Regions from separate parts of the Mus musculus genome. Here all the other regions are linked to region 1. Evidence: chromatin contacts called from public Hi-C and HiChIP or PLAC-seq data. All regions are on one chromosome and are shown on one strand. The core of a region is the stretch at or near the end of the contact, and the rest is flanking DNA. Distances in the headings are between cores, read along the strand shown.

Region 1 (5,273 bases), core at 281-2,780:
AAAGAACTCACATGATATGTACTCACTGATAAGTGGATATTAGCCCAGAAACTTAGAATACCCAAGATACAAGATACAATTTGCAAAACACATGAAACTCAAGAAGAACGAAGACGAAAGTGTGGACACTTTGCTCTTTCTTAGAATTGGGACCAAAACACCCATGGAAGGAGTTACAGAGACAAAGTTTGGAGCTGAGACGAAAGGATGGACCATCTAGAGACTGCCATACCCGGGGATCCATCCCATAATCAGCCTCCAAACGCAGACACCATTGCATACACTAGGAAGATGTTGCTGAAAGGACCCTGATATAGCTGTCTCTTGCGAGGCTATGCCCCGGCCTAGCAAACACAGAAGTGGAGGCTCACAGTCAGCTATTGGATGGATCACAGGGCTCCCAATGGAGGAGCTAGAGAAAGTACCCAAGGAGCTAAAGGGATCTGCAACCCTATAGGTGGAACAATATGAACTAACCAGGAGCCCCCCACCCCCCACCCCTCAGCTGGTCTCTAGCTGCATATGTAGCAGAAGATGACCTAGTCGGCCATCACTGGAAAGAGAAAGAGTCTTGCAAACTTTATATGCCTCTGTACAGGGGAACACCAGGGCCAAGAAGTGGGAGTGGGGGGAGGGAGGGTTTGGGGGACTTATGGGGTAGCATTGGAAATGTAAATGAAGAAAATAAGTAATGAAAAAAAAAACAATGGTAATCTGCATTTTTAAATTCTCTTTTAATGAGTGTCTTGTGTTTTTCCGGCCTGTCTGACTTATCAGCTGCTTTCACAACACTAACACCTAGCTGCCAGTTCAGCCTAAGGGACGGAAAGATGGGCCTTTCTTCGGAAAGTTTATCTTCCCTCTTCTTATGTGTTTAGTCAAGGCTTAAAAGCTACCCCTCCCCCCCAAGTCCTTGAGTTAGAAGTATCTGAGAAATACAAAGCCTGGCCACTCCACTCATCCATTGGGCCATCAGTGCTGGCAGAGACACCCCGTACTCAACAGGAGGCTGCCACGGTCACATGGAGGCACGAGCTCTGCCAGCCAAGTGTCCAGGTAAGAGTTTTACCCAAGCCATCTCACGTACAGGGAGGCAGCTAGTGACCTCACGACCGGAGGGACTTGGCAAGCCCTCAGTGCCAAGCTCCCCTCCGCAGCCGCTTCGTGCAGAGGTGGGTAGGAGGGGGAGAGCCCATCAAAGCAGAATCCGGATTGAACTTGCCCTCAGGCAGCAGAGAGGCGGGCGGATCCAAGGGAGAGAGCCCCGCGTGGGGAGGAGTGGCCGAAGAGCCAAGAGGAAGCGTCCTGCCCACCCCACTGAGGGAGGCAAGGCCCTCGGGGCTCGCGCAGGAGGCACTGCGACCTCGTGCCAGCACGGCCGTCGGAGCCCAGGCTCTGCGCGCGGCCGGAGGCAGGAGCCGGCCACGCGCACCGGTGGAGGGGGGCGGGCCCGAGGGAAGCCCCGCCCCCAGGGCGCGCGGATTGGTTCTTCGCGGCGCCGGGCCTCTCCTAGTCATCGCCCCTCCCTTCTTCCGGGCCTCGAGCCCCCCGTGGGCCGCGTCGGGACTGCGTTCGCCCTGTCGGCCGCGCGCTCCGCCGCCCGCCAGTCTGGTCGGCGCGCGCTCAGCGGCGGCGGCGGCGGCCCGACGACGCAGCAGCGGCGCTCGCGCTCGGCTCCCCGGCCACGGGACGCGGTCGCACCCGGCGAGGGTGCAGCCCCCGGAGCGGCGGCGGCGGCGGTGAGGAGAGCCCGCCGGGGGTCGGAGTCGGGGACGCGGTGGCAGTGAGGAGGGCAGGCCTGGCATAAGGGGACGCGGCGGGGACCCCCGGGCATCGCGGCGGAGGGAGGTTGGGACGCGCCCGCCGCCACGTCGAAAGCGGAGCGGCCGAGGGATGCGCGGCGCGGAGGGGAGCGGCGGCGGGTCCTCGGTGGGGTTGGGACGCCTCCTCCGGCGCGTGCCACGTCGCCTGCCGCCCCCGGGGAGGCGACAGCGGGCGGGCAGGGGCAAGCCGGTTTGTTTGCACAGGTTAGACGCGGCGCGCAGGCCGTCCACTCGGAGCGCGTGGGGGGCTCTCTCCACCCGCGCCGGGCTGGGAGGGGAGCCCGATCCGGCTGCATCTGGATCCCGCTGGCCAAAGCCGCCCGGGGCGGTCAGGGCCTCTCGGCGCGACCACGCTTGCCGTCCCCTCCACCTCGGCAGCGTCCACCTGGAGAAGTTGTGGTTTCTAGAAACTGCGAGTGGCTTTTTCGTTACTGGGGAGGGGTTGGGGGGGGTGGGGGGTGGGGAGACTGCAAAGTTAGAAACTCCTAGAAGGCCGAGCTCGTGGAACAAAGTAGAACTTGAGGAGCAGCCGCCGCGGTGACGACGTCCTGGGGTGACGTCACCAAGCGGTGTTTAAAATGGGAGCTTTGGGGGACAGTGTGGGTGGCACTAGGCGCCTAAGGTCTAATCCCCCACCCCCGGTCCCCGGTGGTATTCACACCCCCCACACACCCTCCCCCGAGGTTTAGACCTTTCTCTGTGCCTTTGGTACTTCTGGAACACTGATAAGAGGGGGTTAATTCTTAAGCTATTCCATTCCTTCAAACAGAAAAATAAATAAGTCCGTATGACTCATCTTCTGTTACAAACCAAAAAGCAACCGCTAAGTGGTTCTTTCCTTCCTTAATTTTATTTTATTTATTTATTTTTTTTAATATGAAGTTGAGGAAACAAAAAGCAAATCCCCCAAACTGTTAGGTAGCACGTACTGGCCCAGTTGGTGAATGAGAGGGGTCTAGGAATCATTACATTTCTCTAGTGTGAGTCTTCTATCTTGTTTGGAGTGGAGCGTATGCGGCTCCATCTGCGACATCCTCGCCCAAGTTGTGTATTCAGTTTCAGTGGGTTTTGCTGGTCCATCACAAGGTGCTATACATGAAGTATAAAGGAAGCTTCGGAGAGCGGAAGAGGCCTCACACTGCAGGAGGAGGGAGGTGGCACAGCAGTTGTAGTAGACTGAAGTTCTATGTGCCCACCACTGGTGTGTGAGGATTCTATCTACCGGCTGACCATAGCAGTAGAGGGTGTATTAGGCATTCTAAGCATCCAAGAGGAACGTTTGGGTGTTTTCCGTCTAGGATCCGAGTGAGTAGGGCTGCCAGGACAAATCTCAGATACTATATAGAATTTCCTTCACTCTGAGGACCCTCGTTTGCATTTGCACGCAGAGTAAAAATCACATTAGACAAGAAACTTAAGAGAGCAGTTTTAGTAAATCTTTAAAAACCGGTGTTTCTTTTTTCTCTTTCATCTTTTTTTTTTTTTTTTTAATTTATAAGACCAGACTGCCAGACTGTTGTTAAGCTAGTTCACTGTATAGTCAATACATTAGGGCCCGACATTGGCGCCCAGAAAGATGACGTTACTTAGTAAATGTTGGATCAGAATATCTCCAAGTTCCATTCAGCCAAGTGAATGAGCTCATCTCAAAGCATACATATATACACACACACACATATTCAAAAGAACGCCTGATCAGCCTTTCTGGATTAATCAATGATCAATCAGATTTTCTATTTTTAAGAGTCCTTTGATGCAGCTCCAGAATGTAACTGATTATTTCATTTAATTTTTCTGTGAGTGATCCTGAATTGATGCTCTGCTTAATGCACTTTAATGCTCACTATTTCTTGTTTTAGCTCTTTAGGAAAATATACCTATACCTGAAAGAATATGTATAAAAAGCTTCAATGCTGAAAAACTTTCAATGTGTAACAATTTTATTCAAGAGTAATAGTTTTATCTCAGCAGAAAAAGAACCTTGGACTCCCTAGACTCTTGTCTCCTGCTCCTCTGCTCCTCCTGCCTGTAGGCCACCCAGTCTATTTTCTGCCTGTATAGACTCCCCTGCTCTGGACAGTTGTATATATGGCGGAAATTTTAGTGTGGTATTGTTTGTTACCTCTGCTTGCTGTGTTATAGCACGTGTTAGTGCTTCGTTTATTGTAATTACCAGTTCTGTTGTACGTGTAAGCCATACTTTATGTGTCCAGTCAGCATTTGGGGGATATTTGGAGTATTTCTACTTTGTCATGAATAATGTTGACAAGGACCTACCTTCCTTCCTTCCTTCCTTCCTTCCTTCCTTCCTTCCTTCCCTCCTTCCCTCCTTCCCTCCTTCCCTCCTTCCCTCCCTCCCTCTTTCTTTCTTTCTTGAACATATATTTTAGAATTCCTGGGCTCATAGCTGATAGAATTACTGGAAATGTCATTGCTGTTTAACCTTTTTTTTGGGGGGGGGGACGACTCCAAAACGGAGCTACGGTACCTGATTTATTTTTTACTTTATATGCGTATGAGTGCTTTGCCTGCATGGATGTACGGCTACCACGTGTGTGCCTGGTGCCCTCAAAGGCAGAAGGGAGCCCTCTGAAACTAGAGTTGCAGGTGCTTCTTAACTGTCGAGTGCTTTGGGGGAAGTAAACCCGACTCCTCTGCAGGAGGAGGACATGGAGCCTGCTCTTCAGCCCCTAGTGCTGGACTCTTCTCTTTTAAATTTCAGGTCCTTTCCCAGAACTTTACATTTTACTTAGAATTTGATTCATGTAGTGTAATATTTACTAATATTCTTTGATATTGGTTTCTGAATTTATTTCAGTTGTCAGAAGCAATATGCTGTGTTCTTCACTGAACTACTTAAAACCAAGTAGTAAGAACCCCAGGAGTATTTCCTAATAGGTCCCTGAGGACTACAAACCATTAGTAATGATTACTGGCAAGAAAAGACCAGGCAAATTGAAAGGGAACGCTGTATAGGGGCATATTTTACAGAAATTTATTTCTCTGTGTGTGTGTGTGTGTGTGTGTGTGTAGTTGCTGTTGTTGTTTGGATTAATTTGTGTTTTGTTTCTAAGAAAACATTTATCTTTACAGGGAAAAATGAAGAACGAAATTGCGGCTGTTGTCTTCTTTTTCACAAGGCTAGTTCGAAAGCATGACAAGTTGAAAAAAGAAGCAGTTGAGAGGTTTGCTGAGAAATTAACTCAAATACTTCAAGAGAAATATAAAAATCACTGGTATCCAGAAAAACCATCCAAAGGTCAGGCCTACAGGTAAGGTGTTCGGAGAAGGTTGGATTGGACTAAATGAAGATCAGTTTGTGTAATGACTACAAGGCCAGAGGGCTGGAGGGTATTTAGAAATCGCCTACTAGGATTTTATCTGAAAAACACAAAACGCTGGGCTGTCATGGTATTTTGTTCTTGCTCATTTTAAAGTATGCATATTTGT
Region 2 (4,685 bases), core at 1,736-4,235, 180 kb after region 1:
CTGGCTAGTTACATTAGCTCGAAGGGCAGGCTTCAGGTTCAAGGGAGAGATCCCGTCTCAGTATATAACATGAACAGAGAGCAAGGATGCCTAATGTTAAACTCTAGCTTCTACACACATGCCAACACGGGTTCTCTACACACATGGACATAAGTGAGCACATGTTCATATGTGTGACCACATGCACACATGTAGCCCAAGATTAAAAATAGAAGGTTCAGTGAACGACTAATAGTGGCACAAAGAGAGAAAGACAAATGGTAAAAAAAAAAAAAAAAAAAAAAAAAAACATACGTAGAAAAAGGGGGGGGGTAGCCTTTGGGGATAGGAATAAAAAGGATGCAACAGTTCATTGTTCCAACTTCGGGATTTGTATGGGAGTTATTTGAAGTTATGTTGGTTTTAGAAAGCATGGGACGCTGAAGTGCTGCAGGCTTGACGCATGTGGCCATCAGTTAGTACCATGTCAGGATTATGACTGGGCACACGAGAAAAAAGGTACATATCTATCTCTATATATGCTGGAGACATTTGTCACGTGATCCCTGGTGTCTTTGTCATGCACACACACACACACATATATATGTACACACACATGTGTACACACACACACACACACACACACACACACACTGGAGCTTCCCAGTCGTCTCTATAGTGTCACATGATCCCTGGTGTCTTTGTCATATATATATATATATACACACACACACATACACACACACACATATATGTACACACACATGTGTATACACACACACACACACACACACACACTGGAGCTTCCCAGTCGTCTCTATAGTGTCACGTGACCCCTGGTGTCTTTGTCATGCACACACACACACACACACACACACACACACATATGTACACACATGTGTACACACACACACACACACACACATACACACACGCGCGCGCACACACACTGGAGCTTCCCAGTCGTCTCTATAGTGTCACATGACAGGGCAGAAGCCATCAGTGTCCTCAGGGTGCTAGAGAGCTTGCTCTTTTGCATGTAGACTCATTGAACATCTACGTCTAGAATCAGCAGGAAGCCCACGCTTTCTTCTGTACATGAAGCTACCTGCCAGTGTGGATTATGGGGAGGGACAGAAAGCCTACTAATGAAGGTTTTAGTAAAGTGACCCAGTTTGTTTGGAGCCCCCACATTCTCTGGTGACACGAATCTGGCCCCTCCCTCATATCTTCTGTGACGTGAGTGCATATGTTTCTAGTTGGGTTTGTCTGTTCCAAGCTGTTAGGAGAGCACAGAATGCCGACATCTGAGTCACTTTACCACTGGCTTCTTATTATTTTCACAGTACCAAGAATTTGGTATTGTTTTGGTATTTTGTGGACAGTAATCTTTAACCACTTCCTCTGTTCCTTTCGTGTTTGTGAGCTTATAACTTAAAATAATTTTTCTTACTGAAATTAGTTCCAGGCAAGTACAAAAAGAAACGTGTTTCATTTTATCTGCCGCAAATATTTGCCCTTCTTACTAAAGATTAACTTTCTCTGAGTAAGGAAGTAACGGCCATGTGATCATTTGGTGGAGGCTCGAAGCCCGCACTAAAACGCCTTATGCTAGAAAAGAAAAAGAGAAGTTATGAAAAAGATTAAGTGAGGCACAATTTTGTTGGTTGGTGATTCTTTTCATTTTTATCTTTTGAGCTTTTTGCACAGTCAGGGGCCAAACTCAGAGTCTCACACCTGAATTTTTAAAGCTAAAGTTTTAAACTGATTTATTTTTTTCCCCCTCCTTGAATGGCTTTTCCTCCATATTCAGCTGTTTTGGGGTTGACATTGATGCTGGGCTCAGCACTTTGGAAGCAGAAAGATTCTGGATTTGAGGCTAGCGTAGAGTTGATATTGATACCCTGGAGGAAAAGGAAGTAAAGCAGACAGGGGTAGAAGGCTCCTCTGTTTCCACAGATAGAAACAGCCTCCTCATTTATAATTTTCCTAATCAACTATCTACTATCTATCTATTATATCTCTCTCCATCCATCCATCCATCCATCCATCCATCCATCCATCCATCTACCCATCCATCATCTACGCATTTCTTTCTTACATTTTTTTAATTTATTGATTGATTTACTTCTGCATGGGTGTTTGTGTGTCAATGAGCAAGCTGGCTAGCTAGGTAGATTACTTCAGTCACCAAACTCTGGGCTCAAGTGAGAAACTCTGCCTCCTTATAGAAGGTGGAAAACAATCAAGGAAGACGCTGGCCATCAACTTCTGGCCTCCATGTGTGCATCTGTACACGCACCTGTGTGTGCTCGTGTGCATGGGGTGTGGGGTGTGGGGTGTGGGGTGTGGGGTGTGAGTCTCTCTTCCTGTCATGTGTCCCCGGATTGAATTCAGATCAGGCTTCGTGATAAGTACCAGCTGAAGGTACTCGCTCTCTCGCTCTGTCTCTCTCTCAACGTCTGTCTGTCTCAACACTACTTTAATTTGCCACTGAGTGTTCTTAAAATTACTACAAAAACCGGAAGCCTGATTTGGCATAGGGTTCTCAGTTTTGGAAGAGAAAAAAGAAAAATCTAACAGAATTTTAGGTAACTGCGAAATTTCATGAGAATATAATCCTTATTAGTAGCATTAAACTCAGCCCGCAAGTAACAGATTACTGTGTTTTCACAGCCCACTTTGTGTTGATCGTCTTTACGTTCCTTTCCGCCCCGCCCCACCCTTCTATTCCCAGTAGCCCCCTCAGAATGCTGCATTAACTTTCAACCTTCATTTTTTGTCTTTGAGCAAAAGGCGATCACGTCAATTTCCAAATGGCTTAGTAGTTTCATAGGCGTTATTTTGGGAGCTCAGTGGGCAACGTGGCTTTTTTTTGAGAGAGAACAGCGACATCTCTTGGCCGTCACGGGTACTGCGCGTTCAGGGGAGGTTGCAAATTGCACCTCATTGGGTTCTCCGAAGACATACATCTGTGAGGCGAAGTTTTCAGTGGTTGTTGTGGTCGAAAGCAGAGCCCACACGAAAACATCCGAGAGTCAGGAAATGATGACAGCGGTGCTAATCTCATTCTGATGTTTGACAGGTGCCTGACTGGTACTGTGATGGTTTTTAAACGATCAACTGTTCTTTGACAATCTTTCCTTTAGAAATAGAGTCTAACCATTTCCTTGGGTGTGGGCTTAACCAACTGACCAGCACTTTAGGAATGTAATCTGACAGAAGTGTTGGGGAGTGGGGGTGGGGCCGCTACTTTCAAGGGTAAGTCCTAGAAAGCCATAGAGCCATTTTCTTTCATCTCTGGGAGCTGTTACAACTAAGGACCTGCAAGTCCTTTTCTAGAGAAGTCCACGTGGTGAGAAAGTGATCCAATCTAACCATACATCAAGTAGGGAGCTGAGGCACCATGGGACTGAGTTATCTTTCGAAGCCTGCCTCAGTCTCCGGGAAATCTTATCTATGTCCTCAGTCAATCGTAACTGTACCCACATCAGAGATCCAAGCTATTCAGCTGAAATCCTTCCAGATCCCATACAAACACTGTCATATAATACAATTTGTAAGTAGAATTAACAGAGCCAGTAAGATATAATGAAAGATAAATTATTTCCCCATTTATGTATATAAAGAGGTATTGGATGGTCTGAACTTAAATACACTTTACATTATTCAAAGTAAGAGTTCTTAGCAAATAGAACTTTGGGTGCTTGGGAATCAAGCAGGACTATGGTGTGAGAGTCCAAGACAGTGCGCTGTGTAATAAGTGTGTCCTGTACAAAGTTTGGGAACCATATGTAAGCATACTAAACATGGCTTTACTTTAAAAGCTTTTAGGCATATAGAATGACTGTTTTGGATTTGAAAAATTTATTACTTTTAATACTTGACACATGCATTTCTCATGTCAGTGGGAATATGAAAACAGAAAAAAAGTTCCATTCAGAATTAAAATTTCCAAGAAAGTGATTATTTGAGTATAAATAGGTGAGTATTAATTAAACAGGAAGGGAGTTTTTTTCCCCTTATTGATTTAAGATACATGAGGGCTAATATAAAAAATGAGAACATGTTAATTTGCCTACACAAAGAGTGGAAAGGACAGGTTATAGGTGTTCTAAGTCACTCTGTATGTGCGGTGCCGTTAACTACAGCAGGCTGTTTATTGAAAATAGAAGACGCAAAGCACCCCCTGGTGGCCGTTGTTGAAGTAACCGTCCAACTGCAAGAGAAGGCTTATAAACTTTTTTGAGACAGTATTTAAATGGGATCTGTCATTCTTTAAGTAAACTTACCGATGGCTCTGGATTTGTAGTTTGCTGGACACAATAACTCAGTGTTTTCTAAAAGCTAATTCAGCAACATTGGATAGTCTTGTTTTATAGAAGAAAAACCCTTTTCAGGTCAAGGCATTAGGGAAACACAATGTGTGGAGTTTTTTTTTTTTTTTTTTTTTTTTTTTTTTTTTTTTTTTTTTTCAAAGCAGGTCACATAAGAATGACGCAAGAAATAACTGAATCGCAGCACAAGGGACCCTTCATGTTATAAATCGAAGTACAGCGTCTTCCAAAACAAAACAATAAAACAAAACAAAAGAAAACAAAACACTTTGTGCTTTAATCCAAGACCCCTTGTTGGTGTGAGAAGAGGCAGGCAAGGAATTAGAGAGATAAGCAGTCATGACTCTGAGGCAGGTGTGGGATGCAGAC
Region 3 (4,745 bases), core at 1,465-3,964, 240 kb before region 1:
AGCCTATTCAGGTTTATTATATTTCTGACACAGACTCCACTTGTATTTGTATCAGTTCACTTCTAAAACTTGTTACAACTCTGCTGCAACCTCTTTACCCATTTGTATCCATTCTGTAGCCCCCATCCACATAGAGATACATAGATACAGACATTTGTAGTGTGTGATTGTGATCTAATGGTTGATAAAAGTAATTAAGATTGCCATAACAGAGCCTCTCCTTTTGTCATCCAGATTACTAAGGAAAGTGTAATGGGGGTGTGGATGGCCATCTGGGGGTTCACCAAGCCTGTTCCCTGGCATGGACAAAGAACTGAACATCTGGAAAAGGATGAATGGCAATTTGAATGTCCAGAAAAGACAGAAGACCAAGCCTTGGAGAGAGGGAAAGTAACAGCTTTGTCCCTTGGGAATGAGAAAGGTTGAAAGCTGGAAACACTCTAAAGGAAAGCTGGTTTGGGTCTTTATAGGGCCCCTGGGTCCTCTCCATCTTCCCAATGGTGTTGTTTAGCCACACCCCTATGTCTTCCCACCAGTTCACCTCACAAATTTCCCTAGCACAAGAAGCGACTATCTCAAAGAGTCTGCTTTCGCCTTCCTTGTCTGCCTATGTCCCTCTAACTTTCCTGCACATTAAAAGTGATGACTATTGAACTCAAGACCCAATACATGCTAAACATGTACCCTTCCACTGAGCTACATCATCAGCCCCTACATTTATTTTTAATGAATTAAATAACAACTGCCAGTGGTAAGTCTAATAACAGGTTAAACATTAAGTTAGAAATAAGAATAACTAATGATACATATAATATTTATAATATATCATATAATAAAATAACAACATAATATGATAATAAGCAATATAAAAAGTCTATGATTCTACAAATGACAAATTGGGGTACTTTAAATCCATCATTGAAAGATTTCCTTTTTTTAAGATTTATTTATTACTAAGGTTCCTCCTTAGGTCACAAACTTCCTTCTTCCTAGATAATGGTAAATTTCTGTGTAGGGCAGTGACTTAGCTATCCATGCCCAGGGTCGGATCAAAGACTGCCTAGAGTGTAACTTAGCTATATGTCAAAAAAAAATCAATCCTTAGGAGCACCTATAATAAAGCAATATTAAGAGAAAGCACACAGGTCTATTTACCACTAAAGCAAGGACACTGGAGCATTCGTTATACCGGATGCCACAGTTTCAGGAGACTAAGTTTCCGTGAACTTTTCTCCTCAGGACAGCGCCCAGGTTTGGGGGGCCTGTCACGACTGTCACTGCTAGAGTGGATGTAGCAGAGAGGGAGAGGTGAGAGATGTGATTCGATTCTGGCTCTGTATAGCAAGAGGATTTCCTAGGAAAAAGAGTATGATGAGGCATGAAACTGTGGGTCTGGCTCTCTCTCTCTCTCTCTCTCTCTCTCTCTCTCTCTCAGGACTTCTGGAAGAATGTCAGATAAGACTTGAGATGAGGAAAGATTTGGTCAGTCCAGTTGCTCAACCATGAATTGTCTAAGTGCACCCTCTCTGTTTCAGTCACTTAGTCACTATGGCCTCCAGGCAGAAGATCCCCTTAGGTGACGATGGCAGACAGGAGCCAGAACTGCTCTCTGTAGTCCCTGATCTCCAGCAAGGTCATTCCAGGAACTCCAGCTGTGGGGCCTGCGGTGGCTGTTCCTGATTGTCAACTTGACTCCATCTGGAAATAACTAAAAACCCAAGCCATCGGGTACAACTGTGGAAGAGTTTTCTTGCGATTGCAATTTAATTGTAATTAAATCACCTACAGTGGCAGACCTACTTTTATTCAAATCTTTTGAGGAGGGATGGATGATACATCTTTAAACTGGGCCACACCTTCCGGTTGTGGCTTGTATAGAGAACATAGAAGAAAGCTTTTGCTCTTTGCCTGCTTGCCCTCATCACTCTGGCCAGTCCCTTCCTTCACTGACATTAGAGCCTCTTTCTTCAGGATTCTGACATCTACTGAAGAGCAACTGAAGTACCCAGCCCTGTGAACAGAACAACTACTAGGTTGCTGGACATCCACTGGGAGACAGCCACTGTTGGATTAGCTGGACCACAGCCTGTAAGTCACTCTAATATGTTTCCATTCTTTATGGAGGGAAAGACTAATTTTATCATTTCTGTCCCTCTGGAGAACCGGGACCAATACAGGGTCCTTTCCCGTCTTGACCAGTTTCTGTCCTGTTCTTATCATAAAGACAAGTCACTATAGCTAAAGGATGTGTAAAGAAAGTGTCATGAAGCCAGAAGAGGCTGAGTGATCTGTAACCTTTTGTCTGTCCCCGATACGTACATACTCTCTGCAGCAACAGAACTGGAGTTCATAGAGCTAGGCTTCCAGTCACAGCAAACAAGAACACTGGCGTGCTCTGTGAAGATTGGTATTATTGTGTGAACTTAGCTTCAAAATACAGAAGTGAAATACAGTTCAAAACTTCCTTGATTTCATCATATATATAAACAATAAATAGAAATAGGTATAGGTTCAATGTGGTTGGTAAAGGTATTGTATAAGATGTCTCCTGAGACACTATACACTGGTCTACTCAACCCCAAAACGGAAACAACAAAAAACAAAGTAACATTTGCACCAAAGTCCCTCTTGCTGAAGCAGTGACTTACTGGGCTAACAGGGCCATACCTGAAGGGTTACTACAGAAGCAGTGATGACTCAGAACCAGGCTGTGTCACATCATCAAAGCCCCGCCCAACGTAGGTGATGACTCACAGAAGCAGCAACCCAGGAACTCTGAATTATCTGTAGTCAAGTTCAGGAATCCCTCTCTGGCCCAGCGGGGCAGAGTCTCCTCCTCCAGCTGTAGTTGGCTAGCGTAATCTTAGGGAAGGGCCCTCTCTTATCTCTCATACATTTCAGGTTTGTCAAATCTGTGTAGTCTAAGCTTCATGAGCCCTGGGGCGGGGTGGGGGCTCTCCTTCCTTCCTTCCTGCAGGGAATGTTCCAATTCAGAGAAAACTGTTACACAGTAAAGGACTAGTAAGAAGTTAAGAATTTGTTTCTTGAAAACGGAAACTATATTGGGTTTCAGAAGCTGAATAAGAGTTCATCCTGATGTAAACTGATCATTGTTCACAGATGGTGAGTTATGGTCACTGAAGAGTTAACATAATTCGCTTTTCTCTTATTTTAGAGTAACAAAATAATCTAATCTTCAAACACTATGTCTATAAAAATAAAATATTGTGAATATGTTATAATTCTATTTGACAGCAAATTTAAGTGTATTCAATGTAATAAGAAAAAGTACTATTCAGCCACGAATATTAAGAAGTGGCATTTCAAAGATAAATTTGTGAAATTGTTTTTTGTCCTCAGTCTAGAAAATAGAGACCAGATGGCTGCAAATATTTGTTACTAAAATGAAAAAAAAAGAAAAGAAAGAAAGAAAGAAAGAAAGAAAGAAAGAAAGAAAGAAAGAAAATCTTTTTACTCCATCCAATTTCAAGGTCTAGAGCAGCTTTTTGTTTCTAAAAATTTATAAGGAGGCACTTGAGGCTGGTAATCAACTATTTTAGTTCATTGTCTTCTCTATTAAATGTATGTTCACACACTTGCAATGTGTTCAATTGAGATTAATGTGTGCTTTTAAGAGCCGTCATTTTATACATTTATAATTCTACTTAATGTTTTTTTTAACTTTTTATTGATTCTTTGTGAGTTTCTCACCATGCACCCCAGTCCCACTTATTTCCCGATCCCCTCATATCTGCCCTTCACCCTTGCAATCTCCACCACAAATAAAACACAACAACCAACCAAAAACCAAAAGCATAGGAAACAGCTCATCATGGAAGCTGTAGTATGTCAGCGTGCGCCCCGCTGTATATCCCTCTGTCCAGACATCTTCACTTGCAAATGTTTATGTTCATTGGAATGAGTCATGGGTCTGATTCAAGATCTCTGGCTTGTGTGACTTCTGTGACACCATCAATATTGGATCCTCACCAGGACTCCTCCCAGCTATCCCGAGTCATGGAGATCCTGCGTCTTCGAAACAGCAGCACTGGCCCCTTCATCCCAACCATTCACAGACAGTAATAGATGTGGGGGCAGGATAATTCGGAACCCTGCATCTGGGCCTGGGTGGTAACTGAGCTGGCAGCTCTCCCATACCTGCACCAGGGTGAGCTCTCCAGTACTGCTAGGGCTAGGCCACCCAATGCCACAATCAGTAGGAGGCAGGGCAGCTCTCCTGCTATCTTACCCTCAGGGCCAGCTCCTACCCCTACCATCACCCCCGCACCCATATCTCCCAAACCAGTTCCACTGTGTTGCCCAGTCAAGGCACGGGGGTCCACCCCTCCAAGTGATGCAGCTTGTGAAGGGCTTGGACAGCTCTTTCGCTTGGGGCTGTTTTCACCTGTGCCTTTGCCATCAGGGCCAGCTCCACTGTGTTGCCCAGGCAAAGTTCAAGGCCTGCTCTCTGGAGTGATGCAGCCAAAGAGGGAACAGGGGTAGCTCTCTTGCTCTAGTTCCACTAAGCCAACTAGGTTTTCGGCCCAGGAATGCTTTTCCTCCTGTCGCCTTAGCAATAATAATCAAAGCAAAAGAGACTATCAACCCTGAAGTGGATGGGAGGGGACCCCACCCACCCACCCCAGGACCAGCTCTCCAGGATACTGTAGGAAGCAAGAGAAGGAGGGCATCACCCCCCCACACCCCCGCCCTCAACTCTACCTCACAACAGACAATTGAGTGGC
Region 4 (4,746 bases), core at 1,053-3,552, 160 kb after region 1:
TACAGTCAGATTTGGTAACCAGGCACACATGTCTTGGGTATCTGTAAAGGCAGGAAATGTTCATATATTTCAAATAAAAATAAATACATATTCTCTTTAAAGAAGTACGTTAGGGAGCTGGGATGGTAGCTCAAGTGCTGGTGTCTTGGTGCCTCTTTATTTATGCGTGTGAAATCTTTTTGGTTTGGTTTGATTTTGTTTTCATGAGACAGGGTTTCTCTGCATATCCATGGCTATTCAGGAACTCACTTTGTAGACCAGGCTGGCCTTGAGCTCACAGAGTGCTGGCATTAGAAGCGTGTGCATATCCAGGGATCCACCCCATAATCAGCATCCAAACGCTGACACCATTGCATACACTAGCAAGATTTTATTGAAAGGACCCAGATATAGCTGTCTCTTGTGAGACTAGGCCGGGGCCTAGCAAACACAGAAGTGGATGTTCACAGTCAGCTAATGGATGGATCACAGGGCTCCCAATGGAGGAACTAGAGAAAGTAGCCAAGGAGCTAAAGGGATCTGCAACCCTATAGGTGGAACAACATTATGAACTAACCAATACCCCGGAGCTCTTGACTCTAGCTGCATATGTATCAAAAGATGGCCTAGTCGGCCATCACTGGAAAGAGAGGCCCATTGGACACGCAAACTTTATATGCCCCAGTACAGGGGAACGCCAGGGCCAAAAAGGGGGAGTGGATGGGTAGGGAAGTGGGGGTGGGTGGGTATGGGGGACTTTTGGTATAGCATTGGAAATGTAAATGAGCTAAATATCTAATAAAAATGGAAAAAAAAAAAGAAGCGTGTGCATACCATTACTGCAGACCACATGGTATCTTTTCAGTCAAGGCTATTCTGTGGCTTAATAGAAAGAATGTTCACACTTCAACCTTGGATTCCCTTTCTTTAACACACACACACACACACACACACACGAGATCTGGTGAAAGAAATGGTAGTTATCAGTTGGAAATTAGATCAGAGGTATGCTATATTTTAAAGTAAGTGGTCAGTTGCTTGCTTATCCTGCTAATTATCATTTTTCTTGGAATCATTTTCAGAGGCAGTGGGTGCCGCTATTTTAAGCATGATTGCCCGTGTTATAATGAAAACTATATCATTTCCCTTTTAGAGTTAAAGCCAGGCCAGGTTAATCAGGAACTTTTAAAAATTGTGTGTGTGTGTTTGGGGGGATGCACACAGTATGTGGGTACTATAGTGTCTATAGTGACCCTCCCTCCCCCCAGCCAGTTGTCCAGGTGCTGGCACCCCACCAATCCTCTGCAGCTGCTCTGATTCTGATCCTTTTGCTAGAATTTCTCCTTCAGTCTCTCACTGACTCCCAAAAGTAGAATTTTTTTCCTGCAAGCTCCAGAAACTTTCAATACCCTTTAACGAGATTCCCTTGTGCTCCTGATCACCACAAAGGCAGTTTTGTGACACACGACTTACCCTTTCCAGGCAGAAAGTCCCCTTTGGGGGCTCTGCTCTGCACACCAGGAAGCTCTAGTGAAAAGTCAGTCACAGGGAGTTAAGAGGAAAAGGAAAGCCAGCTGAAAGCTAACCCTTCCATAGCTTAGCCACTTCCCCTGCTGCCCGCTCTGAGCGTGAGTGCTTCCCTGTTTTGATTAGACATAGCTCAAGAAATGGCTGCCACCGAGTGCGCCAAGACTGACTGAAATGATGCCAGCCTCCATGAGAACAGAACAGAGGAAGCTATGGCTGTAGATGTGCACGAAGATATGACTGTTCACTGGTTAAAGCATGAGGGCTGGCAAAAAAAAAAAAAAATTTAACAAGATCATTAAGATCAGGGGGAGAAGGGGAAAGGTATTTCTGTGCTATGCTTCTCTGACACAGAAGCAAAATGCAAAAAATTGAGAGAGATGGGAAAGTCCATTGAGATTGCTCAGTGTGTAAAAGCACTCGACACCAAGTCTAATAGCCTGAGTTCAGACCCGAGAAGATTGTCCTCTGACTTTCACGTGTGTGTCTGGGCATGTACACACACACACACACACACACACACACACACACACACACACACACACACACAGAGAGAGAGAGAGGGAGAGAGAGAGAGAGAGAGAGAGAGAGAGAGAGAGAGAGAGGGAGAGGGAGAGGGAGAGAGAGAGGGAGAGGGAGAGGGAGAGAGAGAGAGAGCTAAGCACTTAAGTCCAAATGAGCTGCAAGCAAGCTTATCAGACTCTGTTTAATTACTTACGTGCGTTTCCTCCAGCAAACCCCTCCCTGCTGTACCGACTGCACAAAGCTAGAAACTGAGAGAGTAGAAGGGCAGAGGAAGAGGAAGGGTCTGCTTTGAGCACAGGCGGGGTTATAAGAGGGCAAAGCACGACCTCTTTCAAGTTCAGGAAAGAAAGAAAATGGGAAGTAACTGAACTAATGTGAAACCAGAAAGGAACCCAAGAGCAAGGCACGAGAAGCGATGCAACCAGCTTCCCTCAGGAAGGGAGTTAACACTTGGCAGATGTGTCGGGATAGGACTTGGTGGTTAGGAAAATGGAGAGGTGGGGTTTATGGGAGAGTGATTTGGAAGTGAGTGGTATGAGCAAATTTAAAGGTCTTTAGGATAGACTTCACTGGAGCTGGAGAGGTGGCTCAGCTCTTAAGAGCACTGGCTGCTCTTCTGCAGCTTCTGAGTTCAAATCCCCTCAATCACTCGGTGGCTCACAACCATCTGTAATGAGATCTGACTCCCTCTTCTGGAGTGTCTGAAGACAGCTACAGAGTACTCACATAAATTAATCAATCTTTCTTCCTTCCTTTCTTTCTTTCTTTCTTTCTTTCTTTCTTTCTTTCTTTCTTTCTTTCTTTCTTTCTTTCTTTCTTTCTTTCTTTCGGGATAGACTTCACTGAATCTGACATAAGCATGTCAAGTATGGTTTTCTGACCACCCTGGTGAATGGTAGAATTTGAATAGAAGACACTGTGTACGGTATATGTCAATTTCCTATGTGAATAGAAAACACTGATCTTGGGATCAAGAGGATATGGGAGGAATTGTAGAGAGTGACATAGAATGAGTCAAAAAGGAGGCTTGTGTGACACACACACACATATCACAAAATAACCAGTGTGTGTTAAAGAGATGTTTTTATTATCACAACGGGGCGTCTAGAAGTCAGGTGAATGCCTGGAGTGAGACAGACTCAACACTGAATTGTGTTATTACACCAGATCTTAGTTGTTTTTGCCTTTATAACCCAGCCCGGGGCTTCGAATTAACTTGACTTTGGAATCTTAAGACAACTTCGCAGAGGGGCCAGAACTTTGTTCTCTGTTCATATGTCACAAGACATAGAGTGGCTTCAAATCTAGCACTTTCAAAAGGAGAATTCCCCAAAATGTCCCCAAGAAACCTTTCCTTGTATCTCACAGCCATTGAGTAATGATTGAACAATGCTCTAATCACTGGTAAAATAAATAAATAAGCAAGCAAGCCAACAAACAAACAGACAATATACACACATAGCTCTTACTTTAGATGAGCCATGTCCAGCTCTTAAGCTGAAACCACCTCGGCACATATTATACCCTTATGTCTCAATAAGAGAAAGTAAGAGTGAATATCAGGGCTCTGTAACTTCCCCAGTTACATTCATTTGTGACTACAAAGTGTCCCGGGCTCCTGCTCTTAATACCATAGGTGATGAATGAGTATCAACCAAATCTTCCTGTTTCTAGTAAATAAAGTTTTGCCTTTCTTTTAAGGAGTCAAGTTTCCTTTGATACTGATGAATACACTAGTCAGTTCCCACCTTGCAAAGGATAGAACCCCTGGACCTCAAATAGAGCTAAGAGCCATAAGAGCATATTTCATTTTGTCTTATAAAACTGCAACAATGTTACCGATTTTTTGCTCAGTCTCGAGGACATCTTTAATTGTTTCTTCTAAGACGACACAGATTCTCTCTTAGCCATACATCCTAAATGTCTTTTTGCAACAGAATTAACCTCTTTGCCCCACCCCTTGGAAACAGAAACCAAGTGTTGTGCTCAAGTCTACAAGTTTGAAGTTCCAAGGGCTAAGATCATAGTTGGTTGTAGAGTGGTTGCCTAGCATGTCCGTGGCCTCGGGTTCCACCCTTGGGTACCACAAGACAAGAGAGTGGAAAGTGGTAGGAATTCGAAGTCCTTACAAACTTTTGTGGCAGGCAGAGACAGTGGACAGGTGGTAATATAAATGGACAGGCAGAACAGCCAGTAGCAATATAAATATAAGGCTTTCACGATCCTGCTTAAAAATGACTGGCACCTCCCACATATAACGATCTCCCAGGACCTTGAGAAGTTCAGAAGCAGGCACAGCTAACCATACCAGCCTCACTGTCCACATTCCAAAGGCCTTCTTGATTCCCACGATTGGGTCTTTGTAACTCCATGCTTCCAAAGGTCCTTTTGATCCTACCAACAATTGCTTCCCCCATTTTTCCATCACGTGGCGCCTGCTTTTCTTCTGGGACATCAGGGATCTCTTCCAACAGCTCCAGCCCCAGCTTCGTTATTGCTCTCTGCTCCTGTGCCTCTTCCCGGCTGCCCCTTTTCAGATACGGTTCACCTTGTTTTGTACCGTGGCTTTCTGTATTTATCTCTTCCCGAGATAGCGCAAGGATGTCAAGTAAGGCTTTTTCCTTGTCTTAATTCTGGTATCTGAAAACTAAACAGTATCTGTGTTTGCTGGATAGACTTCTTTCCTTTGAGAGAAACACCTTTCAATGTATAATT

The links. Hi-C and Micro-C count contacts between places; a contact is called where the count stands out from the background. HiChIP or PLAC-seq counts read pairs in DNA pulled down with a chosen protein or histone mark.
Region 2: a contact with region 1 is called in a Hi-C map of natural killer cells, with 6 times the contacts expected there. The contact joins the enhancer-like site here to the promoter of Btg3 in region 1. A contact is called at or near these places in 17 of 39 promoter capture datasets (the 3T3-L1 cell line, the C10 cell line, the HPC-7 cell line and 10 more), 4 of 15 datasets of contacts at CTCF or cohesin (CD8 T cells, large pre-B cells, pro-B cells and 1 more), 36 of 484 Hi-C or Micro-C datasets (CD4 T cells, CD8 T cells, DN3 thymocytes and 26 more), 29 of 115 datasets of contacts at active chromatin or transcription factors (CD8 T cells, DN3 thymocytes, bone marrow-derived macrophages and 20 more) and 5 of 9 other capture datasets (adipose tissue, embryonic stem cells, liver and 2 more).
Region 3: a contact with region 1 is called in a Hi-C map of adipose-derived mesenchymal stem cells, with 3 times the contacts expected there. The contact joins the enhancer-like site here to the promoter of Btg3 in region 1. A contact is called at or near these places in 7 of 39 promoter capture datasets (the C10 cell line, the HPC-7 cell line, embryonic stem cells and 2 more), 11 of 484 Hi-C or Micro-C datasets (B cells, the MNK3 cell line, Th2 cells and 7 more), 5 of 115 datasets of contacts at active chromatin or transcription factors (bone marrow-derived macrophages, embryonic stem cells, large pre-B cells and 2 more) and 2 of 9 other capture datasets (adipose tissue and liver).
Region 4: a contact with region 1 is called in an H3K4me3 HiChIP or PLAC-seq map of bone marrow-derived macrophages, with 3 times the contacts expected there. The contact joins the enhancer-like site here to the promoter of Btg3 in region 1. A contact is called at or near these places in 8 of 39 promoter capture datasets (the C10 cell line, cranial neural crest, embryonic stem cells and 4 more), 24 of 484 Hi-C or Micro-C datasets (CD4 T cells, CD8 T cells, DN3 thymocytes and 19 more), 14 of 115 datasets of contacts at active chromatin or transcription factors (bone marrow-derived macrophages, embryonic hindbrain, embryonic limb bud and 8 more) and 3 of 9 other capture datasets (adipose tissue, liver and macrophages).

What each region holds. Positions count from the first base shown.
Region 1 is chr16:78,373,067-78,378,339 of GRCm38.p6, reverse strand. Btg3 (BTG anti-proliferation factor 3) reads left to right here and starts at 1,530. Exons shown (of 5, transcript NM_009770.3): 1 at 1,530-1,739; 2 at 4,917-5,095. The coding sequence starts at 4,923.
Region 2 is chr16:78,197,156-78,201,840 of GRCm38.p6, reverse strand. No RefSeq gene overlaps it. Among named protein-coding and RNA genes, the nearest start is that of Gm31613, 23 kb to the left of the region's middle. Within about 2 kb of position 2,985, at least 56 of the 459 cell types and tissues checked have an H3K27ac peak or open chromatin away from gene starts, as enhancers often do. A contact at or near this core is called in CD8 T cells, DN3 thymocytes, Th1 cells and 11 more, where this site is marked.
Region 3 is chr16:78,617,565-78,622,309 of GRCm38.p6, reverse strand. No RefSeq gene overlaps it. Among named protein-coding and RNA genes, the nearest start is that of Gm24861, 4.8 kb to the left of the region's middle. Within about 2 kb of position 2,714, at least 65 of the 459 cell types and tissues checked have an H3K27ac peak or open chromatin away from gene starts, as enhancers often do. A contact at or near this core is called in the MNK3 cell line, Th2 cells, adipose-derived mesenchymal stem cells and 2 more, where this site is marked.
Region 4 is chr16:78,214,712-78,219,457 of GRCm38.p6, reverse strand. No RefSeq gene overlaps it. Among named protein-coding and RNA genes, the nearest start is that of Gm31613, 5.5 kb to the left of the region's middle. Within about 2 kb of position 2,302, at least 101 of the 459 cell types and tissues checked have an H3K27ac peak or open chromatin away from gene starts, as enhancers often do. A contact at or near this core is called in Th1 cells, Th2 cells, adipose tissue and 8 more, where this site is marked.